Regions from separate parts of the Sus scrofa genome. Here region 2 is linked to region 1. Evidence: chromatin contacts called from public promoter capture Hi-C data. All regions are on one chromosome and are shown on one strand. Each heading gives the region's core, a stretch centred on a gene start, on an enhancer-like site or on the middle of the called end of the contact. The rest is flanking DNA. Distances are from core to core; before and after follow the strand shown.

Region 1 (4,131 bases), core at 476-2,975:
AACTAGAAAATGACTTCTCATGTAAAAAAGAAATCCTGAGACAGTCAGTCCAGGACTCCTAGTGTAGTGTTCTGTGACGTCAGAACCTAGGCTACGTCTTTCTTGTTCTGTCATCTTCAGCATGTGGTTTCCAAGAACTCAAGCCATTACACCCATATTCCAGCAAGGAGAAATAAGAGAGGGCAACAACCACCTCTCCTACACAACATCACTTATAGGAGGTCATAAATGCACTAACCCATATCACTGGCTAGGACTTAGACACAAGGCTGCACCAAGCTGCAGGGGGTCTATCGCTAATTTTTAAAAAGGTAGAGTGGGAGAAGAATGGCTATTGGGAAATGGCTAGCAGTCTCTGCTACCTCCCTCCAGCACTTTCTATTCTCTATACCCTACTTTGTTTTTCCTCATTATATTTATTAATTTCTGATATATATTTTCTCCATTTGTTTATCTGTTCCCCCTAATCTGGAAGTGGCAAGAGAACATAAACTTTGACTTCTGTTCACCTCTGTATCCAAGTGTTTGGAAAACTATCTGAAGCATAAATGAACATAATTCATATGGGTTGAATAAGGGAATAGTTAATTCTAGAAATTAAATTAAATAAATTAAAACAAAGATCCGGTCCAAGTCCAGATGCTATGGACGTCCATGACCAAAAAAAACCTGACTCACCTTCTCAGGAATTACTAACTCTAAAAAGCCTCCCTTCCCCTGGATAGATGATTCTAAAGTCTTCACACCAGGCACAACCAAGACAACCACAATGGAAAGCCCTGTAATCATTCCCGTCTTAGTAACATAAGGAATATTACTTTAATGTGTGCATGAACGGGACTATTCTGCAATTGGGTTTAGTTACATTATGCTTGTAGCTTTGTGTGTAAAAAGGAATGTAGTTAGTAATAAAGGCGTAAACATCAATATAATTAAATTAACAATGTTATATTAATATTATTAATGTAAACATTATCAGATTGAGAAAGGAAGTGTATTTGAGGGGAATGATATGTATCAGACTTAAATCCTCATCTTCCAAACAATCGACAAGATTTATAACTGAAAATATCAAGAAATACCAGAAAACGCATACAAATTTTAAAAAGAAAAACAAGCACTACAAGAAACAGCTGAAAATGTTGAAAGTATTTACTCCAGGGCCCAATATCAGGAATAAGGAAGACAAGATCAGAGGTCTGCTGTTTTGCTTTCAAGGCTATTCATAAACTATTTGACTCTGTGTATTAAATTTTGAATTTTCGAAGCCAGTTGGGGTGGTCCCCATTCCTCTGAGCCCCTGAGAAATATAATCTATATCATTTTTAGAAGCCTAACAAGGTCATAGCTAGCGGTGAAGCTAGGGAAAGAGAATGCACTTAATGCCCAAAAGTGAAGACTGACTGGTCTTTAGCCAAAGGAGAAGCACCCCCGAGCAAACAAACAAAAACACCAGCAAAACACGTCCACAATTTCAAAGCAAAGCATGACACAGGCACCCACCCTGCCTCCCCAGTAGGCGTACACAGAACTTTTATCAATGGTAGGTAATACCACATGGAGATGAGGTGATGGGCCCAGACTGATGGTACAGGGACGACTCAGCATGCAGCTGATTCTAAAGTCACTTCTGACGCTGGGGCTAAAAATCGGTGGAGAAACAAAAACCACCTTAAGGCTGGAGGCGACACCAAACCGTCTGAGGCCCAGCCTTCTGCCGACTCCTGGCAGAAGGACGAGCCCGGCCACGCCCCTCGGCCGGAGGCGGAGCTGAGCCGCCGAGCCCCGCCCCCCCAGCCTGATCCGCCCGTCGCCGAGTCGCTGCGCCTGCCAGTCCGGAAGCCACAGGAGGAGGAATTTAAGGACGAATACTGGCCATTGTCCTTCTCAGACCTCCAAGCTGCGCCATGCTTGCTCTCCGAAGCGGCCTGGCTAGGGCCTTGTCCCCGCGGACGCTGGCGCCTCAGGTACCTGCCGCCGGGACGCGCCCAAAACGTCCCCAGGGGGAAGGGGAGGGGAAGGGAAGGGCGTCTCGGTGGGTTTGCACCTTCCGGCTGGACCGCTCAGACGTGGGAGCCTTGTGGTGCTGCCCACATTCTGTAGCAAGACCCAGAACCTGGAAGCGGGGACCATGGAGCCAGCAGCAGGAGGACGGGAGCCGTTGGGAGAAGACCCGCTGCTATTGTTGCCTCCGGTGGCTGGAAGGCCGTGGTGACAGTGGGTGTTTTTAGCCTAGGCGTCCTAGGACACCTGGAGCCCAGCTGCTGCGTGTTTGCGGCTTTGGCCTTTACACCCATCGCACTGGGGCCTCGACAGACTCTGGAACTCTCCATTGGTTTGTGTTTTGACCATCCATCCCACTCTAGTCCCCTATTAGAGGTTCTTTGCAAAATGCTCAGAAGTTTTGTAAATCCTTTAAAAGAGGGAGGCCAGTTCTGTTGCCAGAGACTGGCTGAACTTTTTTTCTCCTTCACCCTTTAGGATGGTCGGGCATCCTGCGAAAGGTGCCCACGTCAGACAGGGTCAGGAAGCTGCTAGCAAATGTGATGCAGCCTTTTTTAAAGTTAGATGAGAAATGTACAAAATAGATTTTTGTGATTCAGCTTTTTTTTCATCATTGGCTTGCCTTTAACTAGACTTAATCCTTAGGCTTTTACAAGTGGAATCAATCAGAAGGCAAGGGTGTAGAGGAATGATTTTCTAATACTTTTCTGGTAAACTCAATTTCTTCTTTGAAGTAGAGTAGGCTTTTATGTTCACAAGGTTATTTATGAGTTACGAAACAATTTTTCCTGTATGCCCCCATTCAATCTCAGCTGCCACAATCAGACAAACAGCAGCAGGACACTTTTTTCTTGCATCTGTAGTGGAGTAATTCTTGAACTGTCTGGGCCTATTCTAGTAATCTAACCTAGAGCTTTGTTTAGGTCTAGGTCTGTACTTCTTAAGGGAAAGGATGAGAAGGGGGTTTACATAGACACTGACTTTCTGTGAAGACTAAAGAACAGCGATAAAGGCCCCTTTGTTGCCAAAGCCCAGCCTCTGTTCATCTAAGCCAAATTGAATCTCTTGGAGTCAGAGTTTTGGGCGAAAGAGAAGAGAATAGCTTCATTGCTTGGCCAGGCAGAGGGGTACAGGCATTTCAGGAGGATGTGGTAAGGAGTTATATATAGCAGTGGTTCAAGGACAGGATTGCTGGTAAGGATCAGGGTTGATGTAAGGCCTGTATTCCTTTAATCTGGCCTCAGATGTTCTCCTGATTGAGCTTTTGTAGTTCTCAAGGTTATCAAATTGTGACATTCTCTCCCAAATGGAGAATGCTTCCTCAGGTAGTTAAAATCTTCCATTTTGGGGGGAGTTTTAATTCTGCAGAAGAGCTCCAATAGAGTATTGTTACCTGTATCCCTTAAGGGGAAACCAGGCCCCTGGCCCTAGGCTGCACTATTGTTTCTTGATTGCTCTCCCTTGTCTCTGCGTCTTCAACCTTCCCTGATTAGCAGCTGCCCTCAGGGAGGGTCTTGGGGGAAGAAACTTGTTCCCTATGAACGAGAAAGTGAGAACGCTGCCAGGAGCTGCACAGGGTCCTGCTTGGTTTTACCTTCACTCTAGATTAGCAATATAGTCTTTATCCTGAATCTCTGCTGGGGCAGGGCAAAGAATTGTTCCTTACAACTTGATTTTAAATTTTGATTTTACTAAATATCGATCAAATGCTCTCTTATAGGTGAATTGGAGGTTATTGCTGCTGAAAATGAACCCTAACTTGAAGATGAGCGAACATGAAGCACTCATGATTCCACCCCAGCATAGTTCTAGTTTCTGGCTTGCAATAAAAATTGCCTCTCTCCATACACATAACAATTACCTCACTGCTGTTTAACCTCTCCTGGTTACTGTTTCTTACTCTTGTGAAAGATAACAAAATTATGTGCCTTAACCACATTTTTGTTTGCAAATACAAATTCCCTGATAATCAACTAAAAAAGCAGTTACAGTTAACCCACTGGCCCATTTCCTGGTATATTTTATAATATTTCTTAAACCATAATACCAGGCCATTGTTTATTAAGATTTGATTAAAATGACACAAAAAAGCATGTCCATGAAAAGTAGGAGTACCTCTAGTTGTTT
Region 2 (3,998 bases), core at 1,484-3,983, 420 kb after region 1:
AAAAGTGAAAAGGAACAGCTTTTTTGCCCCCTCTAAATCATTCCTTTTATGAGGCTTCTTTGGGTATGAGAAGGATGGGAAAGAGACTCATTCTTAGAAGGTACAGAATATCAATTCAGGTACAGAATATCAATTCAGGAGCTGTTAGTTTCTCTCATGCTAAAGACTTAGGTATAACTTAAAAACATCACATTCATATGCAGACATGGTGCATACATACATAATTAGTATATTTACAAAGCGCCTAGCAGAACCTTAGAACTCTTAGTTCCTTTAACCCTTAAAGAGAAAATGAGTTCAGATCAGTCAAGTGCAACAGAATGTGTGCCCTTTCAGTTACATTCATTCAGCATCCACGTCTAGGAAAGAGACCTCCAAAAAAATGAAATGCTTTTTTTTTCCCCTGAAGCACCGCCACAGTCTGTTATCTGCTTCTGCAGTTCTAATTACAAAATAAGTACTAGCTACTACATAGAATAACTACACTAGCCAAGAAGATTTTTATAATCTGAGAGAAATGCTCCCATATTGACTCTGCTAAGAGAAACAACTCCCCTTTCCTTGATTATAAAGAGGGAAGACAGATGGCTTCTTGTTTAAGACTGTAATTTTACTTTCAGCCTCCTCCCTCAGTTAAAAACAAGATGTACTTTGAGGCTTTGAGGGAAAAATCTCAAGGGAAGGTTTTTTTATTTCTGGTGTATTGAATAATTCAACAAACATTTGAAAGAGCTGAGACAGATACAAAGGAGAAAATGCTTTTCCTTGTTCTCAGGGAGTTTACAATCTAATGGTGGAGTTTACAATCAGAATTGGGACCAGAGCCATTAATGGCCTAATGGTTATTGGTAACATACTTAGGATTCACCAGCCCAGTGGTATGGTGAACCCTCTGATCAAATTGTAAAGGAACACAGGGAGAATACAGGGGAAGAATTAATGATCTCAAGCAGTACTTAATGAATCCTTACTATTCTACTAGTTACTTTCATTTATTATTTAATCTTTATTTTATTTTATTTATTTATTTTTTGGCTGTGCCCTCCATGTGCAGAAGTTCTTGGGCCAGGCATCCAACCAACGCCACAGCAGTGACCCAAGTCATAGCAGTGACAATGTGGGTTCCTTAACCCACTAAGCCACCAGAGAACTTCATATATTGTTTAATCTTGACACCCACTCTTCCTGGTTAACCTTATTATCTGTTTTTCACAGAAGCGGAGAAAGAGGCTAAGAGAAGTGACATATTCTGGTCACAGACCCAAGAAATTGAAACACACAACTGGAAATTCTTTGGCTTTTTCTTTGGCTGTCCCCAGGTTCCCATTGTGACTTTGCTTTCCCTTTCAAGGCACATAAAGTCAATTTACTTCTGTGCTATTTCCCCCCACCCCAGACTTTGAGTAGTCTTTTTTGTTCTTTTCTTCTTTTTTTTAGGGCAGCTGGAGAGGCATATGGAAGTTCCCAGGCTAGACTGTGAATAGGAGTTTTAGCTGCCAGTCTATTTCAGAGCCACAGCAAGTAGGATCCGAGCACAGCGACGCTCCTTAACCCGCTGATTGAGGCCAGGCATCGATTGAGGCCAGGCATCGAACTTGCAACCTCATTGATACTAGTCGTATTTGTTTCTGCTATGCCACAAAGGGAACTCCCTGAGTAGTCTTTAAAACTTCATGCCTTTCATTTGCAAACTTTTTTTTTTCTTTTCTGATTGTCTTTAAGGAAACATGTAAAGGACTTGTAATAGTGCCTTGTAAGTGGTTCTCTTAATATTAAGCATGATTTTTGGTTTTATTCCTGCTACATTTTAGCTGTTTTCATCTCATACCATTTCTCAGCGACTTAGGGTTGTAAATTTCTTGAAGGTGGTGACCACGCCTACTCTGTCGATAATGCATTGCGTATGTATGTAGCAATGGGGACAGCAGAAGCGTTGGCTCTTTTGTTCACCTTTTTATTCTTAGTGCCTATAAACTACTGTAATTTAGTATACCCTCAGCATATATATGTCTTAATACAATGAATTAATACTCGTTTATTGTATTTGTGGTCTATTCTGCACAAAAAGTATCTATCCTTCAGATCCGATATGTCTCTGAATTGAAAGACCTGGAGAACTTTCTGCCCTTTCCCTATTTTCAGCTGTTTATAAGAAGTTCGACCTTGAGTGAGTTCCCTTAGGCTCTCGGTGCCCTTCAAGGCTCAGTTTCCACATCAGCAAAATGGGGCGAGTAGCAACAGATGATCCTCGTCTTCTATCATCTACTCCTTCTCCAGGGATTTATCGTGTACCTTTTCCTCTGGATTAACATCAGCCACCCCTCGGGTTGCGCGCCTCGCCCATGCCTCCGGAAGCAACCCGGCCCCATTTCAGCAGCGAGCCTGCTCAACTCTCGGGCGCCCCAGCCTCAGGCGCCCTCTTGCCCTGAGGTAGCGCTCTGCCTCGGTGCCACAGTTAAATGGGCTCGGCACCGCGCAGGCTCCGACGCGCGCTGAAGGGCCCGGCCTCGTTTTGGCCGCAGCCGCCCGGCCGCCCGCGCGGCGCTGCACTGGGGGCGGGGAGTCTGATGGGAGACGCGAGCGGCGCTGAGGAGGCGGCTGCCCGGGAGAGGGAGCGGGAGAGGGACTGGGCGCGGGAGGCGGGAGGCGGGGGACAGGGGGAGGCGCCGTCGCCGCCGCCGCCCGCCCCTTTCCGCTGGGGAGCAGCTGCAGCAGCAGGAGCGGAGCAGGAGCCACGCAGCCACCACCGCCGCCGCCGGGGGATGTGGCCGGCGCCTGCCCCGAGTCGCGCCGCCTCCTGAGTACCTGCCGCCGCCCGAGCAGCCGCCGCCACCGCCGAGCAGTGCGGGGCCAGGCCGCGCCCTCCCCGGGCGCCCGCCGGCTCGCATGCCGAGGGGCTCCGGGGCGTAGCTGCGCGCCCGGCGCCGCCTCCGGGCTCCTCCGGCCCCGCCATGGGCTGCTGCAGCTCCGCCTCCTCAGCCGCGCAGGTGAGGGGCTCCCGCCTCCCGGCCGCCCGCCCGGATGCCTCTCCCGCACCGCGTTGCGCCGCGGGCGCCCGCTGCCTCCCACTACCCGCAAGCCTCCCTTCGGCCCACGGTGCACTCCAGAGACCCCCACCTCCGCCTCCCTCTCCTGCCTCCCTCTGTCCCGCAGATGCCCCCGCGCTGGCTCCCGAGGCTGCTGACTCGCAGGCGCCTCTGCGCGGCCCCCAGGGCGCCTCTAGCTCTGCCCGGCCCCTTTCCGACTTGGCAGCCTCCTCCCAGTCACACCTGAGCGGCCCCGTCCCGCCAGCCTGCAGGTACTGGCAACAAGGGCGCCTGCTCTCTGCCCCAGGTGGCACCCCTTCCTTCGTCTTGTGGGCCTGGCTCCTCTCTTCCCACCTCCTTGGAGACTTCCCTCGCCCCATCCACTGACTATTTTCTGTGCTTCCTGGAGGAGTACCCCCAGTATGGGCTGTTTACCCCTTTCCCACCTTATTACAGTTTCTGCTCTATTCGATATTGTGTCCCCTTTCTCTTGCCAGCGCCCCCCGTCCGGGTTCAAGTGTTTAAGCGAGTCCCGGAGCCCTTCTTCGATCCGCTTTCCCAATTCTAGTCGCTTGCCTCCTACCCCATCCCCCCTTTGTGCCTTGACCCCGGGCACCGCGGCCTCTTCGTAAACCGAGGCCCCTGCGGGAGCGCTGGGACTGGGTAGGGAAGGAGATTGGGCACCTGGTGGGTGACGGGAGCGTTACGGAAACTCCCTCTTTGTTGCCAGTGTAACAGGAGAAAGAGGTGCCGAATTTAGTTTTTCTGTGGGCACTGGCTGAATGTTGTCGCTGAGGGCTGAGATGCAGAGATTTCTCCCAGCTTCCACCCTGCCCCCATCCAAATTTCGCTAACCTCCCTCTCGCCAATCCGAGCCCTTAACCTGGACAGAAATGTTTAGACAACTGTATAAGGATCAAATGTAATAGGACTTGACTGATGGCCACTAATAACTGAGAGGACCTGTTTGTA

What was found. Promoter capture Hi-C pulls out the DNA fragments that hold promoters and counts their contacts.
Region 2: a promoter capture Hi-C map of fetal liver shows a contact between it and region 1, with 2.8 times the contacts expected there. The contact joins the promoter of SLC44A1 here to the promoter of LOC106509227 in region 1. A contact is called at or near these places in 2 of 5 promoter capture datasets (fetal liver and liver) and 2 of 47 Hi-C or Micro-C datasets (fetal skeletal muscle and heart right ventricle).

Annotation. Positions count from the first base shown.
Region 1 is chr1:246,127,656-246,131,786 of Sscrofa11.1, forward strand. It overlaps LOC106509227 (ATP-binding cassette sub-family A member 1-like), which reads right to left and starts at 1,726. Exons shown (of 4, transcript XM_021067030.1): 1 at 1,555-1,726. LOC100739365 (protein NipSnap homolog 3A-like) reads left to right here and starts at 1,767. Exons shown (of 6, transcript XM_003480558.4): 1 at 1,767-1,967. The coding sequence starts at 1,908.
Region 2 is chr1:246,545,808-246,549,805 of Sscrofa11.1, forward strand. SLC44A1 (choline transporter-like protein 1) reads left to right here and starts at 2,734. Exons shown (of 16, transcript XM_021067056.1): 1 at 2,734-2,987. The coding sequence starts at 2,952.